Regions from separate parts of the Hordeum vulgare genome. Here region 2 is linked to region 1. A link is a contact called in public Hi-C data. All regions are on one chromosome and are shown on one strand. Each heading gives the region's core, a stretch centred on a gene start, on an enhancer-like site or on the middle of the called end of the contact. The rest is flanking DNA. Distances are from core to core; before and after follow the strand shown.

Region 1 (6,656 bases), core at 2,835-5,334:
ATGGTATGGTAAGCATTGTCCATTATGCTTTGTGTACTAACCCATGGTCTACGTGAGAGTTCTGTGTGGGGCTAGGTATGTTTCTCTGAGCTTGCGTCAAGAGGAAGATCTCATATAACCCATGGAGTATGACATCAAGTGGTGATCGTCATCAAGATTGCGGTGTGCAGGTTCGAGTGGAGCATCACGAAGATATCATGCTTGAAGCTTGCCGTCCATTATGGTGACAATGGACGTGTGAAGATGTGCGGAAGAGTGGCTCACCCATGGTGGAGTATGGGGGGAGCAATCAACTAGTATTCATTGAGTCAACACAATCAAGAAAGGTGGTCCATCTTGAGGAAGTGGACTATGTGCAAGGTATAGGTTTGCCTTGATAGGTTGTCTCATGGTGGTAGGTGAGAGACCGGGTTATAGGATCGATTGTCGTACTATCAAGGGGTGCTCTCAAGTGAGTAGCTTGATCGTATCGTTCGTTGAGAGCTCAAACCATTTGCATCCTTGCATCATCTTTCTTGGTTCTTATTTGGTGTTTCTCTTTGTGAATTTTAGAGCTTATGGTCATCTTCATGACAAGCTCACGTTTAGCGAAATGGGAGTCCATATGCACTTCTATGATGTTTTCGATGTTGGAGTTTTTGCTGGTTCTTAATTTATATCATTGGAATTTTTATACTACCTCTTCTTATTATAAGCTCTTGTTGTCCTGAATTAGACAAGCTTGAGTTTGCTCAATCCGGAGCTCGTATATGAAAGTTATGGCGGTTTTGGTTTTGCTTGGGCTGAAGTACTACTTTAAGCGGTAGTAGAGAGCGGTAGTACCCCTCAAGTGGTACTACCTCTCCCCTAAGTGGTAGTACCTCTTAGGCACTACTTCCTCTCCCTTCTACCGCAACATTATTGCTTATTATCTCTCTCGGTTGCGAGCGCTAGTAGAGCAGTAGTAGAGAGTGGTAGTACCTCTCAAGCGGTACTACCTATCCCATCGAGCGGTACAACCTCTCTCGCAGAACTACCGCTCGTGTTTTTCTGTCTCGTTGGTCTGTTTTGACCATGCTAAGCGGTAGTACCGCTTGAGCACGATTAGTGGGCATAAGAGTTGGATTCGGAGGGGCCTATCTAAGGGGGTATTCTTCCCCAATGGTCCCTATCCTCTGAGCTCGTTTTGCCCCCCATTGTTGACCTTCTTCGAGCTTGCTAACTCTCAGTCCCTCCAATGATTCTTTATAGTGCTCGAGGTAAAAGAGAGTGGAGATCTAGATCTACGTTTCCACCAATCACTTTCTCCTCTATGTGAGGGGAACCCCTTGGATCTAGATCTTGGAGTTCTTTGTGAGCTCCTTGTTCTTCCTCTCACATTCCTTCATAGGTTTTGTTGTTGTGGAGGGATTTGACTGTGAGGGACTTGACCACTTCGTGTGTTCTTGACATTGCACTAGTTGCATCACTTTGATTTCTCCACAGTGATACATGGAAGTGAGGTTTGAGAAGCTTATTACTCTTGGGGTTTGGGCACCCTAGGGCTTGTTCCTCTTGGATGCTTTGGTGCCCTAGACGGTTGGTGGTTCCTCAGAGCTCAATCATTATGGTGTAAAGCTCCGGGCAAGCATTGGGGTCTTCAATTAGGTTGTGGAGATTGCCCTGAGCAATTGAGGTCACCTCGGAGCCACAATCCATTATGGTGAAGCTTCGTGGTGTTGTTGGAAGCCTCCAATTAAGTTGTTAAGATTGCCCCAACCTTCTTTGTATGGGTTCGATGACCGCCCTCAAGGGTCGGCAACTTGCATTGTGCGAGGGCGTGAGGAGATTACGGTGTCCCTAGTGGCTTCTTGGGGAGCATTGTGCGTCCACACTGCTCCAATTGGAGATTAGCATCCGCAAGGGTGTGAACTTTGGGATACATCGTCGTCTCTGCGTGCCTCGGTTATCTCTTACCCGAGCCCTTTACTTTGTGATAGCCATGTTGTTTCTTGTTATATAGCTTGCTCTTACTTAGTTGTTTATCTTGCTTAGCATAAGTTGTTGGTGCACATAGGTGAGACTAGTTGTTTTAGGTTTTGTGCTTGACTACTTAACGTTAGTTTTATTCCATATTTGTTCAAGCCTAAATCATAATTATTTTACAGAGCCTATTCACCCCCCTCTAGGAGACATCCACGTCCGTCCAACCTTAGCCCCCTCTCCCCCTTATCGCCCCTTCAGTCTTTCCGATGGCAGACCCACGGTCGCGCCATTCCCACACCCATCCTCGCTGGTAGCAACGTCATCTAGGACAGGGGTGGCCAGCCTCGCCTCTTCTATGAGCAGTGCAGTTGTGGTTACTCTCATCTACTGAATTGACAAGGTTGTGAAGATGGAGTGGGACGCCGCTAGTGGATAGGCACATGTCATGGGTGGCGTTGAGGATACCTAGGACATCATCTCGACCAACCACTCGTTCGTGAGGGTGGAGGTGCCGGGTAGGGTAGCCGTGATGAGCCAACCGTTAGGCGTTGGCCGGAGGCCTAGGACGGGCCACAAGGAAGGGGCACATGAGCCAATGATGTTCTACATGCACATCAAGGAGGAGGAAAAACATCATCATGCTTGTCATCCGCCTACCTTTAGGTGAGTGATGAAGCAATGGCTAGTCCACAACACTCCTCGCATCGTGAGCCTCTTTGCCACCACATGGTGTGATTTCTCGGTGCAAGCCCACACCTTTGAGGGGCATATTTTTAACAATGAAAATGAAATCAAATGATGGAAAAAAACAATGCATTTTCAAGAACATAATTAAAACCATACCTGTTAGGGTAAAAATCAAAACCATCGCATTGAAGTGCTTTCACAAATAAATTTTGATAGTAGATGCAATTATTGAAGAATAGAAGGATGCATATTTGAGACGAGAAAACAGAAAAACTTAGAAAAGCAAGAGTAGCAATTTTGGATGGGAAGAATGATGCATGCAATAGACACCATATAGGACACACGAACGGATGAGTAAAAATCACGTAAAGAAAATAATCGAACATAAGGAAAACAAAGATAAAATTAGAGAGGAAAACATAACTGAGAAACAACATAAAAGCGGAACAGGGACGAAGGAAGAACATGAACAATTGTTGAAACTCATGGATCATGGTTTGTAAAAGAATGAGGATGTAAAAGAACGAGAATGGTCTATACACACAAATAGACACACCTATAAGCACGGCCTGCAGAAGTATTTATATAATATAAACACATTTACTGTTTCGTATTCACACAATTAGGAATTCCCATCAAATTCTCAACCATTTTCTCTCCAAATAAGTGTCTGGATCAGTTGATCACGGCGTAGATGGACGGCTAGAGACATTTTTCACATATGCCTGTTCGTGCACTTGCGTGTCCATGCCAATTTTCGCTGTACATGTTGGGTTTAGTCCCACATCGGTTGTGAAAGGAGACATAACACGATTTATAAGGGTGAGGGTGTCCCCTCCGAACAGGCTAGTCTTTTGAGGGGAGAGGGCCCAAAGCCTGTCATAAGTCGGTGTTGCTCTCCGGTTGGGCCTGTTGACGCATGTGGGTCGGAGACGCTGGTGTTAACGGATCCGGGATTGCGTAACAAGTGGTATCAGAGCCCAGGTGCCCGGAATAAATCTCGGTGGACTCACGGGTCGTCGGTCAAGATAGATGGGCTGGAACGTTAGTGTTAGCGGGTCCATGGATGACCGATATGTGAGGGAGAGATTGTTGGGTGCCCAAGTTAAGCTATGAGCTATGACTCTCGTCAAGTGATGGGGCACTAACCTGGCATGCACAAGATGCTTTTGCCTTACGTGTTAGGACAATGTTACTGTTAGTTAGTACAGTAGATCCATTAGCAAGAAGGTTGGAACCTACTCCCACGAAAGAAAACAAGAAGATTGGAACACGACTGGACGTGGACCCGCTGCAGAGAAAGCAACGTGGGACTGGGAACTGAAACAGCGTCGGCCGCCCTACTGTAAACCAAAACCTCCCACCGGTTTTGGTCATTTCCGCCCTGAGCCTCAAACTTGGTTCCAAGTTCCGAGTGCTTCGCTCCCAGACAAAAGAGGCGCCTATGCATGTGCAAACGTGCAGCACTCCGCCAGAAACGACTCACGACGTCACCAACTCAGAATATGCCCATCATGGAACCGCTGATTGCTGCTTGCTAGAAAAGGACACTTCAGCCGCCGGTGCACGGTGCTCCGTTACGTCAGGTATGAGATCGGCTTAAGCCTTTCATTGAGCACGAAAAAAGGATTACTAAAAAATTGATCGCCTGTATCATAAGGTCTTTTTTTTCTTGCAAAATACGTGTATCATATCTGCATGAACGAAACTACCTGACACCACACCCAAGGGGGCGGCTGTGGCCGTGCAAGAACGAGGCAGGGGGTTGTCAAACCCAGTGGGCTGGCTCCGTCGCTCGATCCATCCTTCACTCGTTCCGTCGGCCTTCGAAGCGACCCAAGTCGTAGCCACTTCGTACGTCCACAGACTGGCTACCATGCTGCACGCCTTGTAACATTCGCTCTACAGAACGGCCGCAGCTTGGGCAGGCTTAACCCGGGGAGCCAAAACTGAAGCATGGTTGCCCACGCCGCACCGTTTCCGCTGTGCCCCTTGGTTTAGACACGATGAAATCGGCGGATGCTGCACCAGTCTCGTCGATGGGCAACACGGCATGCAACAGTGTTTGTTCATGGGCAAATATTGTGCAGTCTTCTTATGCAACTAGGGACATGTTTGGTAGGCTGCATTAGATCGGTCCAGATCTACGTCGGGGAAACTTGGGCAGTTTGGTTACCCGTATGGACTCGTTTGTCTGCATAGCATAAACATTAAAGCATCTCTAGGCCTCCATTCAGATGAACACTCAAACTAGCCGTTTTTGTGGAGCCAGACCCGAGGATGCAAACCTAGGCACGTGGACGTGGGCCGTTGCAGCGTGGCTGCAGTCTCGAGAAGCCGCGTTGTTTCTCGAAGCGTCGTCATAAAAATATCTTCACCTTGCTTCCTCGCCGCTATCTCCCCTCTTCCCCACTCACACCGACGGTGACGACCACCGGAGCGACAGCAGCATGACCTACGACGGCGACGACCACCACATCTACTTCACACCTTCACCGAAGGGCATCGTCAATGGCGGTAAGTTTCTTTGATCTCTCTAGAGTAACTCCGTCGAGGCCGAGCTAGATTTAATTGAGCACACGATAGGAGAGTGAGGGAGGGGATTGAACACATCGAGGGTGGGGTGATTGAACACATGTTGATTTCATGCCTAATCGGTTGATTACATCGGGGATGGGGATTGGGGTACAACCTACTTGTCTAGCAACAGCGACTGTGGAGTCGCATCGAGCGGCGGTGGAACGCAGGCCTCTTTTCTTCCTTGGTGTCATCTTCTTCCCGTTCGTCTTCTTCCTCATCGTCAAGAACGGTGGGTCAAGAATGATGGGTCTTGCACGGCCGCATGCCATCGATGCCCTAGCCATCATCTGCACCTTGTTGTCTCCCTCCGACAGATCCACCATAGTTTGTGTCGTCCAGTACACCGCGAAACGATCGTCATTGGGACGATTGTACTCCTTGTACTTGGTCCACTTGCCCCTCTGTCGAGCGTCGCCGGAGTTGGCCTAATTCATGGCCCAGCGAAGGATATCGACTGACACAGCGCCCTTCGCTGGGTCAGGAATTAACGTCTTTAACTCCTTCGTCGTCACCTTCTTCAGCGCAACGTTGGCCTCCTTGTGCACTTCTTCCCTGCTGGTGAAGTTCGAGCACACTTTATTGTGTCCTCGAACTTAGCACGGTCACCGAGCAAGCACCTGAGGAAGAATGCCCTCCATCGCATGCCCCAGGGAAAAGGGTTGGGGTTGGAGTTCATGGGATGGAGAGGTGGTGAAACACAAAGAGGTTGAAGAAAGGAGTGGGTGAAAATGAGAGAGGGTTTGAGTGAGGTGCTCGCTAAGAAGCGTGGGTGAATATAGGAGCGTTAGGCCGGTAGGATTGAATGATGATCTTTGAACTACGTCTGTTGATGATGCAGATGGACGAGGGAAAGGAGGTGGTGCCGCCATTGGACAAGGGCAACACTAGTGTAGAAAAGTCTAGCTATGGTGTGTTAAAAATGGCATTGCTGGTGTGGACATCCGACGCCATAAATATGGCGCCACAGTTAAAAAATATTGTTGACGTTGACGCCGACGCGAGCGGTATCCGGAATACCTATGGCGTGGGCTATATCTCAACAATGGCAATATCATACATATCTATGGCGTGCAGGATTTCCCCACCTTAGAAATTGGAGAGAATTTTACTCTCATTGTATCTTTTTCGCAGGCCATTAATAATTATAAAAATGCAACAAAAAAACGCTGCCACGGCAATGCAATTTTGTATCACCATATACATAACGACGTTTGCGTCCCACATTGATTTTGATAAGATATGACAATGTGTATGTACACGTATAACATAAGATATGCATATATTAACCATCGTAACTACTAGTACATAATTCTTCTCCTTTAGAAACAATCTTGAAAAATAGAAAAAAGCATGCATCTACATGGTGGAGCACAGAGATCCACAGATCTCTAGTCTTCAACTTGTGGTCACTCACTAGTTGCCTCCATTCGTTTATGTCGAGTTGT
Region 2 (6,905 bases), core at 2,359-4,858, 150 kb before region 1:
AGATGCATCTAACCCATCCAAAAAAACGAACCTACTCAAGAGGTGCTTATTTGGGTTAGAGTTGGGTTGGACCCACAAAAAGTTATTTTTCTCTCTACCTCCACCACACCAAATCATTGATAAAGGAGTCAAATGATTAGAAAATGTGCATTTATTGACAATCTAACCCTTCCATCCAAACACATCTTTGGTTAGAGTTAGTTTAGGGTTAGTCCAAGGTTAGAATCTAACTCTAATCTTTAATCGAGTTAGAGTATCCAAACAGGGCAAAAACAGCACAGGGGGGCAATATCAAAACCAACAAACAAACACAACAGCTACAGAGGAGAAGCAGCAGATGCTTGGACGTACGCAGGGCTTTCTTTGCCTACCTGCTCCAAAATCACTTGTTTTCTAGAGGAAGGGCCCAACTGCTCCAAAAGGGCCCAACATGCTTGCCACCATTAGCTCGATTTCTTACCAAAACTAGTCATATTTGCAAGATTCTATTCTCAGTTCATGCATGTTGCATTCTGCTTCCAGATTCCTCAAGGCACCACTCAGACAGACTCAGGAGTAGCTCGTGATTTTCAATTATATTTGCCGACCATCTTAAAAGAAGATACTAGTACACAAATATCTGAGGCAAGCTAAAAATATCTCATAATCTTCGTAGCATTGGCAGGATGGAAGAACACAGAGGATGGCCGCAGCTCACAAGTCACTACTGTAATAGGCACAAAACTAACAACATAACAGACGAGCAAAGGTAGACTGTTCACATTATTTGATGGGCGACGTGGCTGCTGCTCCGGCTACTAGTGCTACTGATGCGCAGGCGTGCTTTGGTCGACTCGTCTACTGGGGGTTGGGTGGCCTGGAGTTGGCAGCGGAGACCCTGGAGCCCCATTCCAGAAGCTCTTTGCTGGTGTCGTCCTTGTGCGCGATCACCTCGATGAAGCACAGAGAGTCCTTCTTCTCCCCCAGCGCCGTCTCTATCGCCGCCGTCAGCTCCTCCTCGCACTTCACCTGCGCAACACAAAAGCATGCATCAGCGGCAGTTCTGCAAGCTCGCATCTCTTCTTCTTCTGATGCTTACATTGGCCTATGCCAATGGACAAAAGAGTGCAGTGCTTACCTTGGCAGTCCAGCATTTGCCCTCGCCGTTGTGGATGGCCTCCACAAGGGCGGTGTAGTTCCAGTTCTTGATGACATTGTAAGGCCCGTCGTGGATCTCCACCTCGATGGTGTACCCGCCATTGTTGATCAGGAAGATTATGCTGTTCTGCTCGCACCGCAGCATGGTCGACACATCCTGTGCTGTCACCTGCAGACAGATGGAATTCCCCGGGCATCACATTAGAAACAGCACGCAGTGCAAACAAATTGCAGCACACGGCAGCAGCAGATCATCAGATCGAGGGATACTTCACCTGGAAGCTCCCATCACCAATGCAGGCTATAACACGCTTGTCACTTGCGCCTTGCGCGTACCCGAGCAATGCACCCACCGACCATCCAATCGAGCCATACTGCATCTGGAATTCATACCTGCAGTGCGCAAACAACCAACCAACCCTGCTTAGCACGAGACAATGCAAACAACAAAGGGAACATACATGCACCATCACAACATTGTGGAATCAGAAAAGCTCACCCGCAGCCCTCGGGCAGCTTCAGCTTCTGACAGTTGAACCAGGAGTCACCAGTCTCGGCGAGCACTGCATTGTCACCCGTAAGCATGTCCTGGATGTGCTTGAAGAGCACATTGACACGCAGCGGCTCGTTCGCCTCGCCCTTGAGCGGATGGCCCTCGGGCACGAAGATCCTCTTGTAGTTCTCGTAGGCGGTGGTGTTCTTCTGGACCCGCTTGGCCAGTGCAGACAAGTACTCCTTCATCATGACGCAGCCGAATGCCGGGCCGTTCCCAATGATGACGCGCTCAGGCTGCACGATGATGGCCTTGTCCTTCTTGAGCAGGAACGAGTAGCCAACAGAGCTGTAGTCGTTGAAGATAGGACCAGCGAAGAGGTAGGCGTCGGCCGACTCGACGATCTCGGCGCAGAAGGCCGTGCTGACGGCGCCCCAGTAGGTGCCGATGTAGTGGGGGTGCGTCTCTGGCACGAAGCCCTTGGCCGATGGCATTGTGGCATAGGCATAGCCACTGGCGTCCACAAGGTCGACGAAGGCCTTCCCCGCCTTCGCCACCCGCAATTTGGGGCCGGCCACAAGCACTGGCTTCACCGCCTTGTTCAGGAACTCGACGGTTGCCTCCACTGCAGCCTCGAGCCCCATCTTGTTGCTCATCCTGCAATGTTTCAGAACACAGTTCAGTTCAGTTCATCACATGGCTTCAGATACAATCATATATTACAGCAATTCTCTGTTCAGTGCATCTGTCGCTTCAGATTATAGCATCAGAATTCACGATCTGAAATTCTCGATGCTAATGATTCATATGGGCACATTTCTGTGGCGATAAAATCTTAAGGTCCCAGCAGTTAGTACATGCAAATCACGAGTTAAGACCCACGGTAGATAATTGGGGGGAAACGTTCCATGATCCAAGGTATAAACTGTTGGCACAATAATCGGGAAAAAAGCCTCTGATCAGATTCAAAGCACTACGTACTGCACGGAAACGACGACTTGGGATAAGAACAGAGTAGGTGCAGTTATCAGTACCTGGGGGCGAGGAAGAAGGGGACCGGGTCACGGGTAAAGGTGGGGTGAGGTAGCCCAGGGAGGTTGCAGCTGATGCTGAGGTAAACCGGCTTGCTCTCCCTGAGCGCCGTCGCGATGGCCGTGTCGATCTGCTCGTGCGCGTCGTCCAGGTTGGTCACCACCGCCTGAATCGAGAACCAACCAGATCGAGTCAAGAGATTAGAGAGATGAATCGAATGGGGAAGAGGCAATGCATGATGAGGAAAGGAAACGCGCGTAGGCGCGTACCTGGTGGCAGGTGACGGTCTGGAAGCAGCGTAGCTCCTGCGAGAAGTCGGGGACGCCGATGGTGTGGTGGAGGATGCGGTTGGTGCCGTAGTCGTTGGAGTTGGGCCCGCCGGCGATGCAGATGACGGGGAGGTTCTCGCTGTAGGCGCCGGCGATGGCGTTGAGGACGCTGAGGCCGCCGACGGTGAAGGTGACCGCGCATGCGCCGACGCCGCGGGCCCGCGCGTAGCCGTCGGCCGCGTAGCCGGCGTTGAGCTCGTTGCAGCAGCCGACGAGGCGCAGCCCGGGCTCGGCGACGAGGTGGTCGAGCAGCGTGAGGTTGAAGTCCCCGGGCACGGCGAAGACGTCGCTGACGCCGACCTGCACGAGCCGGCGCGCCAGATGGCGCCCCAGCGAGGCCTCCCCGGCTGCTGACGGCGCCGGGTGGGAGGACATGATCGGGCACCCCGGCGCGGACGCCGGGCATCCCACCGCGCCGTTCACCGCCGCCGGCGACGGCCCGTCGACGGACCCGATGTGGGTGTCCATCGCGATCGATCGATCCGAGTAGTACACTAGTGGGGCTGGAGCGGGAGCGGGAGCGGCAGAGGGGGCGGTGGTGGGGTTTTGGGGAATATTCGAGGTCTTGGTGGGGATTTTGTTGAGCTGTTCCGTTGACGTGTGCTGGTTTTGGTGGTCTTCTGGGAGGGGAAGGCGTCCTCCATTTATACCTGGGCTTGCGGACGCGATGGGGATTGGGGTTTTCGTGGGAAGACGGGGGTGGTCGTGCAAAACTCGCCTGCTTTCTTCGGGGAAAGGAAAAGGAAAACCACGGGCGGCGGTGGGAACTGGCCCGGTGCGTGATCAGCTCTCGGCCACTGACCGGTGGGGCCGGAGCATTATGTAGGTTCACGTGTCAGTGAGACAAGGCTAGAATGTTGGCCGTGGGACAATGAATGCTCCTTCGTTTTCGGTGGCGATCTTGCCTTCCTTCCCTGGGGGCTGGGGCGGGGGCTGGGGCTGGGGCTGGGCGTGCGACAGCGGTTTTGGTTTGTGGCGCAAGTCGCGGTTTTGGGTCTTGTTTGCTGGGCAAGGTGGGCAGCACACACGTGTCGGACTCCATTCAGCGGCTACGGTCCGTCCGGAACCTGCCGACCTGCCTCTGCCTGCTGTGCAAGTGCAACGCGGCCGCTGAGGCGAGACCAACTCGTGCATGGACGACAGTCAACCGCACCGCACTGTCATGCTTGAATGCCAAGAGGTGAGTCCGGTCGTCGTACGACCAGTCGGGCGAACTAAGGCATGTTTGGTTCGAATTCGGTTTGTTTGGAGCGACAATGGAGTTATAAATGTTCAGATGGGTCCGTAGTCGGGTGGTGCGCCCAACGCGAGGTCACACCCCGAATCGTTTGTGATTAAAAAAAAGAAAAAACAAAAAAGTCAGAAAAATATAAATAAAATTCAAACATTAATAATTATACATTAATAATTCAACGGTTCCGCGGCCCACGGTCCTTAATTAACATAATTTAGAAAACAGATAAAAATGCGCCGCCCCGCGCTGCTGTCGTGTCTGTCGCCGTGTCCGACACGGGGGAATCCACGACGTACCTCGGGTCGTAGTAGAGATCGTCGGGGAGGCGGCATCGACGGCGTTGGATCTCGTCGCGGCGGGCACGACCGCTCGTTGGCACCGGCGGGATCGGCACCCGATCGGCGGAGAGGTGCCAGTTGTTCGTCAAGTGGACGTCGCTCCACGGAAGCGGGGTCCTTGTTTCCCAATATCGGCGGCACAAATCCGCATGGACGTACTGCCGGGAGCGCGCTGGGGCGCCCGGAGGGGCAATGGAGAAGGGTGCCGGAGCAGGCCGTCGCGGAGGAGAAGAACGGCGCGGTTCGCTTGCGGTGCGGCGGCGGCCGGACGAGGACCCAGCCTCGTGTTCGTGCGCCCCCTTCCCCTTGCCGCCGGTGCTCCACCACCCCATTCCCGTCGGCGGTCGGAGAGCTCGAGGGAGGGGAGAAAGCTAGGGTTTGGAGCGGGCGCGTGCACTATGTCGATCCCGAGGAGGCAGTGGAGTGGGCGCGTGCGCTGTGTCGGTCAATGGCTTCCCCATTTTAGAAGGATAGCGACCGCCCGCCTGAGTGGATGACAGGTGGGGCCTACCGGGCGTGCGCAGTAAATACGGGCGATGGGAGGTAGGTGGCCACCTGCCACGCGTCCCTGACGCGGACGAGAGGAGGGCTCTAGCGCGTCCGCTTGTTGTCCGGCAGGACCCAAACTGGGCGCATGTTTGCCCCGGAAATGGATCAGTCTGGACACGAAACAGACGAGATGCGTCCAGGGCGGCGCGTGCTGGGCCGTGGGGTTTGTCCGTTTTGCCCCAAACGGACAGGGCGGGCCCGGATGGGGTCATGCGCTCGAGTTGGCCTAATGCACGACCTCAAACAAACGTCTGTTTCATCCACTTTTCGTCCATTTGGAATGGCAATGGATCCTTTTCGGCCAGATTCGTGAATGTGTCACTCGTACGTCCAACGCACGGTCGTATTTCGGTCGCATCTTGTCCGTTCGAGAAAATACAACCCAATCGAAAATTGAACTGTCAATTGTTGCACGTCCAAAATAGTTTTATTAGAACCCATTCAAAAATAAAAATAATATTAAATAGTATTATTACAATCCATCTATAATTTGTATGCACATTTTTTAAACCAATAAATGCATCTACTGGTTGTCAATGTGAGTCCACATGTGCTCAATCAAGTCATTCTGAAGCTGGATATGAGTATGACAATCACGCAATTTCCAATGAAACTGGACAAATTGTTCAAAGATTGCAGGAGGTGCATGCTCACGCTTAACATTTTTGTCACGCCCAAGATGCGACCCTATCCTCAATTTGGCACGAAGGCCTCGTCAGGGATAGAAACGCATCTCGTCGTGTCGCAAGAATGGATATCGTTACAAGTACATGTACTGAAAAGAAGAGATATATAAATAGAGTTGGCATACACTCGCCACCAGCTACATCAGAGTCACAACAGTACAATACATAATCATCATGAAGAAGAGCAGGGTCCGACCACGGACGAAAACAAACGAGAAAAGAAGAACAACGTCCATCCTTGCTAACCCAGGCTGCCGGCCTGGAACCCATCCTAGATCGATGATGAAGAAGAAGAAGAAGCAACTCCAAATGAACAAGCAACGCGCTCGCGTCAAGTAACCTTTACCTGCACCTGCAACTGGTGTTGTAGTAATCTGTGAGCCACAGGGGACTCAGCAATCTCATTTCCAAAGGTATCAAGACTAGCAAAGCTTAATGAGTGAGGCATGGTTAAGTGGTGAGGTTGCAGCAGCGGCTAAGCATAAATATATGGTGGCTAACTTACGAGTACAAGAGATAAGAGAGGAAAGATCTACGCATAGCGGACGTAAACTACTGATGATCAAATGAATGATCCTGAACACCTACCTACGTCAGGCATAACCCCACCGTGTCCTCGATCGGAGAAGGAACTCACGAAAGAGACAGTCACGGTTACGCACACAGTTGGCATATTTTAATTAAGTTAACTTTAATTTATCTAGAACCAGTGTTAAACAAAGTTTCCACGTTGCCACGTAACCGCGGGCACGGCTTTCCGAAAGATTTAACCCTGCAGGGGTGCTCCAACTAGTCCATCACAAATTACCACAAGCCGCATAGAAATCCTCGATCACGAAGCTCGCGATCTCGTCGGATTCCTTAGTGGAAAACCTCAGCTCTGAGATTACCCAAAGCATCATCGGAATCTCGATGCACAAGATATCTCGTCAAAGGTAAAACTAATCCAGCAAGGCCGCCCGGCGTGTCGACGATCCCGATAGGAGCCGCGTATGTCGTTCTCAGGACAAGACAGATAAGCTACGCGTACGGAGGCCTTATAGAAATCACCCAAGTTTCCCTGGGTTGGCCCCGCACAATGCTCTGTTTTGGACCAACACCATCAGC

What was found. A called contact is a pair of places that touch in the nucleus more often than the background predicts.
Region 2: a Hi-C map of seedling shows a contact between it and region 1, with 2.3 times the contacts expected there. The contact joins the promoter of LOC123448899 here to the enhancer-like site in region 1. A contact is called at or near these places in 2 of 6 Hi-C or Micro-C datasets (leaf and seedling) and 1 of 1 datasets of contacts at active chromatin or transcription factors (embryo).

The regions. Positions count from the first base shown.
Region 1 is chr4H:449,438,614-449,445,269 of MorexV3_pseudomolecules_assembly, reverse strand. No RefSeq gene overlaps it. Among protein-coding and RNA genes, the nearest start is that of LOC123448899, 150 kb to the left of the region's middle. Within about 2 kb of position 4,084, at least 3 of the 3 cell types and tissues checked have open chromatin away from gene starts, as enhancers often do. A contact at or near this core is called in leaf and seedling, where this site is marked.
Region 2 is chr4H:449,592,876-449,599,780 of MorexV3_pseudomolecules_assembly, reverse strand. LOC123448899 (pyruvate decarboxylase 2) reads right to left here and starts at 3,608. Exons shown (of 6, transcript XM_045125934.1): 1 at 2,932-3,608; 2 at 2,665-2,828; 3 at 1,637-2,287; 4 at 1,413-1,530; 5 at 1,118-1,306; 6 at 621-1,008. The coding sequence starts at 3,459. The coding sequence ends at 838.